2 separate regions of the Mus musculus genome follow, and region 1 is linked to region 2. The links are chromatin contacts, called in public promoter capture Hi-C maps. All regions are on one chromosome and are shown on one strand. Each heading gives the region's core, a stretch centred on a gene start, on an enhancer-like site or on the middle of the called end of the contact. The rest is flanking DNA. Distances are from core to core; before and after follow the strand shown. Region 1 overlaps Neo1 (neogenin). Region 2 holds the start of Arih1 (ariadne RBR E3 ubiquitin protein ligase 1).

Region 1 (6,162 bases), core at 2,530-5,029, 490 kb after region 2:
TGGACAGTTGTTTTCTATCTGCTTTCAGTTTTTAGATATTTTAAATTTTGCTTTTTTTTTTAATTTTGTTTTTTACTTAGTAAAATGTTTATATGGTTCAGTGACAAACTGGTGATCAAGGTCTATTCAGAGACATTTGCCTTCAATCTTTGTCTTTTTCGCATATTTTTTCTTATGTATGTATAGCCTACCTATCTCGGTGTTTAAATATATTCACTTTCTCTGATTTACTTTTTACACATTTTTTATAGAGATAACTGTGGTAGAATATAGTTATTCTGCAGTCTTATTTATATCTGCATAGTACTAGTACCTCAGTGTATTAGTGTATCCTAGTTGAGTTTACATGTCATATATCAGAATGAGTCCTCACGTTCAGTCTGAATAGGTTCACAATGAATACTTTGTACCTGTTTACGACGTTATCCAGTGTACCTTTGATATCACTTCAGAGATGCGCGGTTGTTGGGTTGGAGGATGATAAATACATATATATGTATATGCCAGATGCAGTCAGTGAATACGCCATTCTGTATTTCATCAGCCTGTTTCCTTACAGTTAGTCTATCTAGGCTTGGAGTTTTGATAGTGTGATAAGTGAGAAATTTCAATGTAGTTTTAATTTGCATTTTTCTTACTATGAAATTGAAATCATAGTTTCAGATGATTGTGAGCCATTTACATTTCATTTTAGTAACGTGTTCTAGGGCTATGTGTTATCCTTTTGATACTGTGAACATCTTTTGGGAGGTTTAGAGTTTTCTCCCTCTCTTTTCTTTTATTCTAATTTTTTTTTGGGGAGGTATATTGTGGACATGATATGAAGATATTTTTTAAAATCAATAAGTGAATGAAATTTGTCTGTGATTTAACATGGCAGTTTTAATAGTGCAGAATTGGGTTAACAAGCTTTAGAATTCTGTTTATTTTCATCAGTAAATTTGTTACAGAATAAAAGAATTCTAGAACCCAATTTTGCAGACCTTGTTAGAAACAAGATTTTTTTTTTCTTGAAACATTTTATTTTGGGTTGAGAGCTTGATTGTACACATTACTTGTAGAAAATAGCTTGTTATTACCACTTTTCACTTTGTTCTCTCTTTTAACCTGTTAGATTGCCCATAGGATTTCATAAGCATTATTTGACAGTGAAAGCTTTCATCGAATTATTTATGGGATGCAGTTGTCTATATTCTAGGATTAATATCTTTACTCAAATTTTTTTAGTTCAACTTGGTGACAGCTTGTGTACATATGGTGATATACCTTAATAAAATATATAATGCTTGTTTATCACAATGAAAGCTATTAATACTGAAAGAATATCAACTGACTTATATTAACTCCTTAGAAGGTAGCCAGTTACAGAAGAATTATAGAAAAATAGTTTTTAAAAATGTGAAGGTCACTCTATTTTCAAATTGCTGCTCTTAGAATCTGTGCCACTGCATGCTATCGCTTTCTGATTCTCTTGCTCACTATTGTCGGTGTACTTGCTATTTGGTGAATATTTTAAAAGATGTTCATGTAAGACATTGAATCTTACTGTCTTCTGTTTCAAACCTAAGATAATTCTGAGCAGCATGCGTGGTACTGACTGACCTCTTCATGGTAGGCTTTCGATTCCTTGCTGTCTTCATCTCCAGTGACTTCGTCATTACAGTATAGAAATCAGCTTGTGCATCTGTGTCCCACCTTGCCATTCCTCAGCAGTGCTGTAGTATTAGAATAATTTCAGTCTCTCCATCGTAGTCAGGACTCCCAGATTGCTCCCACTACACCTGCATCATTTTTATCCAACCTAATTTACTCGAATTTCCTTTTCTAACTGTGATGGTTCTACAGATGGCCGTTTGCTGATCCCTTTAACTTTCTTAACTTCACTGTCATGACACCATCTTGTTTGCCTTGAAGTTTTAAATGATTGCTTTCCTTTTAAAAATCACATTAATCATATTTGAGTCTTTTCAGCTATGGTAAATACTTTGCCAGGAGTCTCACTGTTCGTGGGGATCAGTTTTCCTGTTGTAGTGCTCTCCCCATTCTTGCTGCCTTATTTCACATATTTTACTGAAACCATTTTTACTTTGACCGTCAGTACATGATCTTAGTGTATAACCTCGGTGTATATGTAATGAATGGGGTCAAGGCAGCTCATCCTCTTTTAGTCCTTTGGCTTCTTCTGTGCTCTGCTCCTTTGTCTTTTGACTTTTATGGCATTTTGTTTTGAGACAGGGTCTTCTGTATACCAAGATGGCCTCAAAATTGCTATGTAGCTAAGGATAACCTTGAATTTGATCTTTCTGCTTGTACCTTTCAAGTGCTGGGATTTCAGGTACTCATGACCATAGATATTTATATGGTTCTGGGGACTAGAACTCAGCCAGTGAATGTCAGACAAGTCCTCTACCAGCTGAGTTACACGTCTAGCTCCTCTGTATATCACTTAAATTCTTTTCTGTAACGTTTTGCTTCCAGCCAGTTTAGAGTTTTTCTTGCTGTGACAGATACCTAAGAAAAGCAGTGTAAAGGAGAAAGATTTATTTATTTTGGCTCACAATTCTGGAAGTTTCAGTTCTTGATCACTGGCTCTATGTTTTTAAACCTGGGTTGAGGTCGTTGTACATCATGATGGAAGGATGTTAGCAGAACAGAGCTTCTTAACTCAAGTCAACCAGGGAGTAGGAAGAAGGATAGGAAGGGACCGGGACAAGGGCATCCCCCCAGTAGCTTATGTTTTTCTTCCGCTTCTCGTGAAGTTTAGCTCCTCCTAAAGCATAAAGAAATACTTTGTAAATGATTTCTGCTCCAGAAACCTTTCCTCAGCAAGCTGAAACATCAAAATGAATACATTTTTTATTGAAACTTGAAAAAATTTCTAAAAAGTTTGTTTCTAAGGAAACATTTCTGAATAGGTGTTAAGAGATCACTGCTGATAGCTGCTAAAGTCCTAATTTTCATTGTCAATTATTTAATTTGATATCTAAGAGAGAATTTAGTTTTGATCCTTCCTATTAACTGCCATAATTCCATTCACCCTTTGAAAAAATAATGTGAATTTGGTTGTTTTTAGTGTTGATGAAGGAAAACATAGTTGGCTGCTGGCCTTTCTCAGTAGAAATAATAACACAAGCCAAAACCATAAAAATTTCTGACTGCCATACTAAAAAGGTAAAATAGAAATCATTTTATTAATATTTAGTAAATATTTCCAAAAGACATGTAAATCAGCATACATTATTAGATACTTTGCATTCTTGTGTGTTTGTACAATCCATGTTTTCTAAATCAATTGTGTGGTTTTTACTATTTTACATGTATCTCAATTAAGACTAGCTGTAGTTCAAGTTCTCAGTGTATATCACTTACCCATATTAGATAGTGCACATGTAATGATTATGATCTTGGTTCAGATAGCTTAATTATTTTGGAGCAATTTTTTATTCATTTTGTAGCAAAAGGTTTTAAATCAAAGATGATAATTCTTACCATTAGTGAACTGGACTGAGGGAATTCTCATAAAGCCTGGATTGTGTCTAATGCATAGTGAACACTCAGGAAGCTTTCATTATTATTTTTATACCCTTACACCTTGTCCATAATTCCCATTCAATCTTAGAAGTACAACAACCAAAATCCAGACTAGATCTTGGATTTCTTTATTTCTGTTTTGTCTCTTTTGTTTCTTCTATTTTTGCCTTCAGTTCCTTGCTCTACAAACTTATGATTAAGATGAACATATTTTCCGAGGGGGGCGTTCTTTGTGGTTAGAAGATGCAAAGGATGATGTCTTTAAGGTCAGTTCAGTCTTTGGAAGAATTAATTAGCTTTGCAGAAAGAGTAAGCTGTGGAGCTGAAATTGCTAAAATGTTATGTAGTAAAATGGTAGAAAAAACTTGTCACTTTCTAAATATCTGTGTAAAATTGGTAATATAAATATATTAAGTTGTGTCTTTGAATGTTAAGTCACTTTAACTTTCCAATTTTGGCGGGGGGATTTTTAATTAAAAAACTGAGAACTTAAGACTGAGCTGTATAGCATCACGGAACATAAAAGGATAAAGTGAAATGTCACATTGGGAAGTGGTTTGGGATGCACTTGGTGTTAGGAGATAATACTGCGGTGTAAGGAAATAGGAAGTCACTTGAGAGTAGAATCTTAGTTTATGATGAGATAATTTTCTTATAGTGAAGAAAATTACACAGACTGCTTTCATTTGTAGGTTTATAAAGAGGCTTGCTCTGAATTTCTACTATTGAACTTTGTACTTCTTCCTGAAAAAGAGCAGGGTTTTTATTTCTGCTGGCATTAAAATGCCATGTGTTGATATCTTGCTTTAGGTACTATAAAATTTACAGCTAGTATGAAGCATACAGTTAGATTTGTTGGTATTGTAGGGATGGTGCTTATAACTGAAAGTAGTTCCCTGTGAATGTATTCTTTCCTAGAATGGGATTCTGTCAAAAGGTGTGAAGTAGTCTATCAGAAAGTGAGGAAGAATCTATCAAAAAGTGAGAACTATTCTATTAAGAAGTGAGAAATTTGTAGAGACTTGGAAATGAAGGAGATACCAGACAGGCTCCATTACGATTATTTCATCGTATTTTGTCCAGTGACTCTGGCCTTAGTAAACTAATAGTATGCAGACTAAAGTAGATGTCCTATGAGGACTGTTGAGACATCCAGGCCAGCTTTTGTATAGACAGCTGAGCTCTCTGCAGTGCCCAAAGGAAAACTGTTAAATGATAGATTTCTCTGCTCTCTGCACATGGTTGTTGAACAGTAAATGATTCATTGTGAAGCTGTTTAATATGTCTTTAGATTTTTACTCCTTTATCTTCTTATCTTTTTCCTTCACAGTAACCAGGAGTAAGAAACTGATGCACACTTCCTACCTTTTTCAGGGCCTATGTACTCACATATTCATTGAGCTATAATTTACATTCATTGGTATTAGTCATTTTCCACAGAACTCTAGGCCAATTAAACACATGGCTCAGGTTTTACTGGATAATACTCTGAGGCAGGTGGGGACTGTTGTACTATATGAGTGGATCCAGACCATCCTGCCACGTATTGTGATGGTTTTATCTCACCCATTTTTCTGCTGAGTAGTTTGAACTTTTTAATTTTTTCTTGTATACAAAAATCATCTTTCTCTATTGTTTTCCTGCTTTGTTTCTGTGCTTTGCAAAAGTGTAATTAATGTGTTTGTCAAATTCAAGAAAGTAAAGTTTATCTTTTTCTGTTTCTATGAGGTTTCATCTTTTTACTTAAAAGGCTGTCTAAGCTCCAAGGTTATACTTGTTTTCTCCTAAAATTTCTAATATGATTTTTATTGCATACTTTCTATATGTTTGGAATGAATTTTCATAGCTGTGTGTGTACAGTGATACGTTGTAGCACTTGAGATCTTAGACCCACGTTCTGTTCTTACCTGTGTGACCTTTGGCAAGTTACTTAATGTTTCTGTGCTGCTTTCTTCAATGAGATGGAGGTGATACTAGGGCCGCTTCTCATAAATGAGTGATGCAGATGTGCAAAATGTTTAGAACAGTGTTAGTACCATTTTATACGTTCCATACGTCTAGAAGGTTAATGCAGTAAACATTTTAATAGGAACAGATAGAATAACTTCTGGTTACTTTTCAAAAATTGCTAAGTTCCTTTCCAGAGGTTTTAAGACTTTTCACATACATTTCTTAGGCCTCATCATGTGGAATCGAGACCTTTTTTTCTAATACAAAATACTGTTTTGGATTTATCTAGATTTTTAAGTGTTGGGAAGCTCTTCAAAGATTTGAAAGGTTTCTGTTTATTTTTTCCTTCTGCCATTCTGTTTTATATTTATTTAGAACCAATCACTGATTTATAATACAGGATTAGTGTATCTTGAAGTCACAATTTACATAATTTAGAAATAACAGTCTTAACGTCGTTGTTTGAGTTAGACTTTGCTGAAGATGAAGCTTGATTACAGCTTGAGTTCTTTACCAATTGGACAATAGCTTCCCTCTCCTCCCTTCCTCTTTCCCTCCCTCCCTCCCTCCCTCCCTCCCTCCCTCCCTCCCTCCCTCCCTTCTTTTCCTTTCTTCTTTCTTAAGTAAAGGGTGAAGCTTTATCTGCCTAAGATGCAAAGTTTATAGCAGTTTTCTTTGTAA
Region 2 (6,081 bases), core at 702-3,201:
TGACTCAAGGGACCAAGATAACCCAGAACTGTTGTTAAGAGCTTTGATTTGAGCTAGGCATGGTGGTGCATGTCTCAAATCCTAGCATTTGGAGGCAGGGGCAGGAAGGTCAGGAGTTAAGGGTTATCCTGGGTACATGAGATCCTACTTAAAAAACAAACAAACAAACAAACAAACAAACCGAGAAAGGCTCAGCAGGTACAGACAAGCACTTTCCATGTAGCCTGATGACTCTAACCCAACTTCTGTAGTTTACACAGTGAAGTGTGGGCTAATTCCCATAAGTTATCTTCTGATCTACACTTGCCTTGCACTCAACCCAGTTTAAATATGTGTGTGTAAAGAAATAAATCGATCATTTGAAAACAAAATAGACATAGACATTATATAAGTATGTATCTATATATTTTCCACTTTTTCAAAGGCAATTTCTAAACAGAATCTATATCTTAAGTACTGTATCTATTAAGGGTTCAGCTTTAATAGATTTTCAGACTGGCCAATCCTTCAAGTTACTGGAAGAGGGAGGTCTCTTAAGCCTCTACTTCCTTCAAAACACTTTCCTGGCTCTGGTGTCCTATTTTCAAGGTATTAAGTCTAAAGCAAACAAAACAAGATAAACCCAGTCTTGGAAAGGCATTAAGTGCTTTGTCATGACCTCTAACTAATTTGCCCAATACTTCCCATTTACTGATTGAGTTTTAAACTTCAGCCTTGTAACTATTGTGAACCTTCTGTTTTGACCCAAGGCCATCTTCCTCTCCTCCTCTGTTGAAATAGCCATCCATCAACCCAGCTCACTTCTGCACTATTTCCAGATAAGCAGTCTCTCTTGGTCTTTGTAGATGTGGTTTGCCTGCACTGTTTCCTGGAATTATCACTGTAATTTACATAAAATGTAAGATTTATTATGTATCAGAAAACCTCTCTGCTCCATTGCTGGGGACTGAAATTGGGGCCTTTGTGCATGCTGGACAGGTGTATGCCACCACAAGGTATATACACTTTTATTTTTAGAGTCTCGGGTGCCTCCGCTATAATCTGGGTACTAGGACTCTGTGGTAATGAGCACTAATCTATGGAAGGCCCTTAGTGATTGAGGAATTGATGGCCTTAATTGAGGAACAGGACTGTCACATTGTTCCGGACCCTCAAGAAGTGCTTGTCAAGATGAGTTCAGGAACTGAGTCTTTACTATGACGTCACATCAGGGGGACCCAAGAACCGCTGTAGAGCCACGAGTGGACAGCAACACTCCAACTACCTGTCACCCAACTTGGAGGTTCCGCGTACTACTACCTTCCAGGCAGTAACTCGGGCAACCGGAATTTTAGCAGCACAGCTACCGGCTTCCCGGAACTAGCCAGGGCGTGTCAGATGTGCCTGTGAGGCCCGGAAGCGAGAAAGGTCCTCGGAGAAAACCTCCGCTTGGGCGCTCCCCAGACTCCTCCCCACGACCGGAAGGCCCCAGCCTCCTCACGTCAAGGAGCCACAGCTTCCCAGTGTCTCCGGGCCACCGCCGCGCCGCCGCGCTCCCGTCCTGCTCAGGCTCGGCCGTGGGGTCTCCCCAAATACTACGCAGGGGCCAAGGGGCGTGGCGCGGTGACGTGCAGCGGACCGACGCGATGACGTAGCGCGGCGCGGTGACGCACGCCCCTTTGTTGGCTCAGTAGCGGTAGCAGCGGCCGCGGAGGTGGCGCAGGGGACTGTTTTCCGTCCGAGCCCGGAGCGGAGCGGCGTCTGACTGAGGCCGGCAGCAAGCGGCCCCCGCGCTCCCTCCCGCCCTGCTCCGCGCCCTCCCCGCCGCCGCCACCGCCCGCCTCCAACCGCCGCACGCGGGGAGCAGCCGCGGCCCACGGGGCCGGAACCAGGCCTGCGTCCGGACGGCAGCCGGAGCCGGAGCGAGAGCCGGGGCCTCGGCGTCCCCGCCCTCTCCGCGCCGCGGCCAGCGTCTGCCGGGCCCGCGCGCGTCGCGCCATGGACTCGGACGAGGGCTACAACTACGAGTTCGACGAGGACGAGGAGTGCAGCGAGGAGGACAGCGGCGCCGAGGAGGAGGAGGACGACGACGAGGACGAGCCGGACGATGATAACCTGGATCTGGGCGAGGTGGAGCTGGTGGAGCCCGGGCTGGGCGTCGGCGGGGAGCGAGACGGACTGCTGTGCGGGGAGACTGGCGGTGGCGGCGGCAGCGCTCTGGGTCCGGGAGGCGGCGGCGGCGGTGGCGGTGGCGGCGGCGGCCCGGGACACGAGCAGGAGGAGGATTACCGCTACGAGGTGCTCACGGCCGAACAGATCCTGCAGCACATGGTGGAATGTATCCGGGAGGTCAACGAGGTCATCCAGGTGAGGGGCCCCGCCACGCCATCTGGCCCCGGAGCCGGCTTAGGGAGCGGACCCAAGGCGGCCTGTGCGGCGCCGAAGAGCAGGCCAGGGCCTGGCTCGTCACGGGCCTGTGTGCCCTGCCGGCCGGTCGGGAGGTGCGCTTGGGCGGTGCTTCCCGGAGTCCTGGCATGGCGGAGGCCTGGGGCTGCCTGAGCGGCTATGGCCGGCAGTTCCTGCATGACTACGGCCGGAGGATGGGATACCGGGGCGGGCTAGAGGCGGGTGAGGTGGTGAGTGTGAAAGAGGTGTCAGAAAGAACCCGGCCCTTTTCTCAAGGTTTATCCCTAGCCCTTGAGTCTTTTGAGCAGTTTCAGATGGGATTAGGGCAGGCCCTTCAGAGCAGCTTTAGTGTATGATTGCTCCAAGTGGGCACCGGCTAATAAAGAAATGGATCTCCTTGGCAGTCCTAAGTGGCTACTTAAAGGTGGGGGAAGGGAACTATTTCTCGGAAGAGGTGCTGATGGACCTTATTTTCTGATGGTGAGGCTTATGCCTACATTTTTGGGGGAGTGGGAGGAGTATGTTTTCTTTGGGACCTAACTGCTACTTCTTCCATTGGTAGCAAGTAACTTGATGGAAGCTGTTGGAATAGTTATTGCAGATCCCCTACCCACCCTTGCAGCTTCGGCAACAATAAAACACAGTGTTGTCTAATTGGACAAAACTCTATTGTGAATTAGAAAGTAGAGGCATTCCGGCTTCTGGACTCTATTCTCTGAAGGTTTCTGTTTCGTGCATAGAAGTTAAACTTGCTTCAGACCAGAAACTGCATCCTATTTAACGCTATATACATCCCGATTTTGTATTTTTGAGCTTTAGGAAATAAATTTACATTTGTTTGGGGGAAAAGTTGTTACAAATGGGATATGATTGGAAAGTAAAGATAACATAGGACCCGGTGGTGAAAGTCTGAAATTTCAGTTACTTAGAAGGTCGAGGCAGATGGATGGTGGCAAGTTCAAGGCCTACCTGGACTACAGAGTGAGCTCAAAGCTGTCCCGGGCAACTTGGTGAGATTCTCTCAAGATAGAGTAAAAAGAGGGCTGGAGATAATAACAGCTCAGTGGTAGAGCAAAAAGTTCGAGGCTCTAGGGTCAGCCTCGAAAAATGTTGGAAAAATGAAAAATCAGAGTGAAATCTTGATTCATTTTAACTTTTAGAAAATAGTAGCTACATGGAAGGAAACTACATATGAACAAGAAGTTACTCTTTTTTTTAAGCACATTGCTTCTTAACTTTAGAATGGACAGATTATCAGTGTTACTGCCTACTTGCTGACTTTCCATTATTAACATGTTTATGGTTTGATTCAGAAGGCACCGTTTTGCAGATTAAACCTTGTAGGCATTAAAGAATGTGTTTGGTGTAATGGAAAAATCTCATCTAGTGTTGTTGGTAGTGGAAACTCAATTTTCATTGTAGATGATGGTGCATTTTTCAATAAAAAAATAAATGGGAGGATTGTAGAAGTCAGTTAAGTTTCACTGCTCTAGTTTTTATATAATTAATTGAGATTTCTTTCTTTCATTTTTTTTTTTAAAGAAACAAAAAAATTGCATTAGCAAGGAATTTGGTTAAAACTTGAATTGCTTTTATTTACATGCAATTATATTAAATCATCAAACTTACCTAGCTTACTGGCATTAAAATTATGTTTTGAAATAAATCAAAGATATTCTCAAAAATAACTTTTTGACTTAAAAGTGTGTATTTTACTTTAGTTAAATCTCATCCAGTTTTGTCAGTTCTTAGATTTATCTCAGTTACCAGTCAGGTAGCTGTTATGCATGACATTATCCTTTCTTGTTTTAGATAAGAATGAATGCTGATGAACTACTAAGACCTATAAAAACTGGGGATTTTGGTGGGGGTAGGGGGGTAGTGTCGTACTTTTCCATATTTTCTTGATTTATTACTTTAGCATTTATGAGTAATACTGTTCTTAAGTAGCATTCATGAACACCCGAGCATGTATCCCTTGTTGAAAGTTTATAATTAGAAATACCAGTCAAGGCAAAGGTAGGATATATCCCAGACCATCATTCCTTGAGCTAGTATTCTTATACATCTAAACTAGGCTTGATTCTGTTTTAGGTTATTTAAATTCAAAGCATTGCTTGGATGTACAGGCACATTGTAAGAAAAAAAAAATCTCACAAGTAAAGAGAAACTTTACTAAGTAAGTTACCAAGAGACATCAAAATTTGAGCTGTAGCTAGTTTACTGGAACCTACATAGCCATACATATTTAAAAAAAACAAACAAAAACCAGAATGGTTTTGTGTAATTTGTTTTCAGTGGGGAGAAAAACCAGAAAGAATTTCTGAAGAACTTTCTCTAATAAATAACTACTCTTTTAAAGAACTTAGTGATTGCACATTAATTTGTATAGCCAATCTATTTACTGGCTTTTTATAGTTTTTAACTTAAAAGTATACATATCAGAGGTCAGACATAGAATATTTTCTTATTTCTTCGTGTAAGTCCACTTGTAGAATTAAAGTGAAAGGCTCATTTTCAAGGGATTGAGATGGTGTTAAGTGTTTTCAAGTTAAACTAGTTGCCTAATTGTTATCATATAGTCATTTAAAATTTTTGCTTTGAGGAGGGAGGCATATTGTTGCAGGCCTTTAATACCAACATTCTGGAGGGAGAGTCAGGTTAATCTCTGTAGTTGAGGCCAACCTGATCTATAATATATTGCTTTAGAGGACAGCCAGAGCTAGCTACATAGTGAGGCCCTATCTCAAAAAAACAAAACAAAAACAAAATCAAAACAGAAAACAACAACAACAAAACCCTTTTATATATAGTTCTGACTTTGAATTCTCCTGTAGTGTGACTCAGGGCCTGGCATATGCTAGGCAAGTATTCTATCCCTGAGCTATACCCAGGACTTAATATATTCATTATATGTATTTTTGAGACAGGAGTCTCACTGCACAGCTCAGGGCATCCTGGAACTCATGCTATATCATCATTCTGTTTATGACATAGCATGTATTTATACTTTCCCCTCTTTTCATGCTTTTTAATTTATTTCATTTGTGTTTTGAGATCAAATTTCCCTGTATTGCCAAGGCCTTTTCCTTTTCTTTTCGTTTCTCTTGGGCTCCAGTGATGGTCTTGCCTCAGCTTCTTGGGTTCCAGGACTACAAATGTGTCATACACATCAAGTGCTAACTACAACAGGGTGCACTCTCTGTTTTAGCTAGCTACTACTTTTTTTGTTTATTTGTATTTTTTTTAAAAAAATTAAAAAGGTCTTTATTTAAATTGTGTCTATGTGTGGGTATGTGGGTGCCTGCAGAGGCCAGAAGAGGGCGCTGGATCCCCAGAGCTGTAGTGTGACCCATGGTTGTGAGCTGCCCTTAGTAGATGGATGGTGGGAAGTGAACTCTTGTACTGCAAGAGGATCTGGTGTTATCTGCTAAACCATTCTCCAGCCACTCTTTTTGTTGTTGTTATTTTCCTTTTACATGTTAACTACATTAATATCTATAAACAGCTTAATTTTCCTATAAGGTGATGTAATAAGTAGAACAAGAATATGTTTAGGCTGCATTTGATGAATGCTACTTTTTGGATCAGGAAGTGATCATGCTTCTAATTTAAGCTGGCTGGATCCTACGGAACCCTTGATGATGGTAGCAGTCTTGATTGTTTTTAGTTCAAAGTCTAAAAGTTTTTTTTTTC

What was found. Promoter capture Hi-C pulls out the DNA fragments that hold promoters and counts their contacts.
Region 1: a contact with region 2 is called in a promoter capture Hi-C map of the HPC-7 cell line, with 2.2 times the contacts expected there. The contact joins the enhancer-like site here to the promoter of Arih1 in region 2. A contact is called at or near these places in 8 of 39 promoter capture datasets (the 3T3-L1 cell line, the HPC-7 cell line, HPC-7-derived erythroid cells and 5 more) and 7 of 115 datasets of contacts at active chromatin or transcription factors (bone marrow-derived macrophages, craniofacial prominence, differentiating embryonic stem cells and 4 more).

The regions. Positions count from the first base shown.
Region 1 is chr9:58,991,943-58,998,104 of GRCm38.p6, reverse strand. All of the region lies in intron 1 of Neo1 (neogenin), which reads left to right. Among named protein-coding and RNA genes, the nearest start is that of Neo1, 41 kb to the left of the region's middle. Within about 2 kb of position 3,779, at least 2 of the 459 cell types and tissues checked have an H3K27ac peak or open chromatin away from gene starts, as enhancers often do. A contact at or near this core is called in the HPC-7 cell line, where this site is marked.
Region 2 is chr9:59,482,244-59,488,324 of GRCm38.p6, reverse strand. It overlaps Arih1 (ariadne RBR E3 ubiquitin protein ligase 1), which reads left to right and starts at 1,951. Exons shown (of 14, transcript NM_019927.2): 1 at 1,951-2,346. The coding sequence starts at 1,978.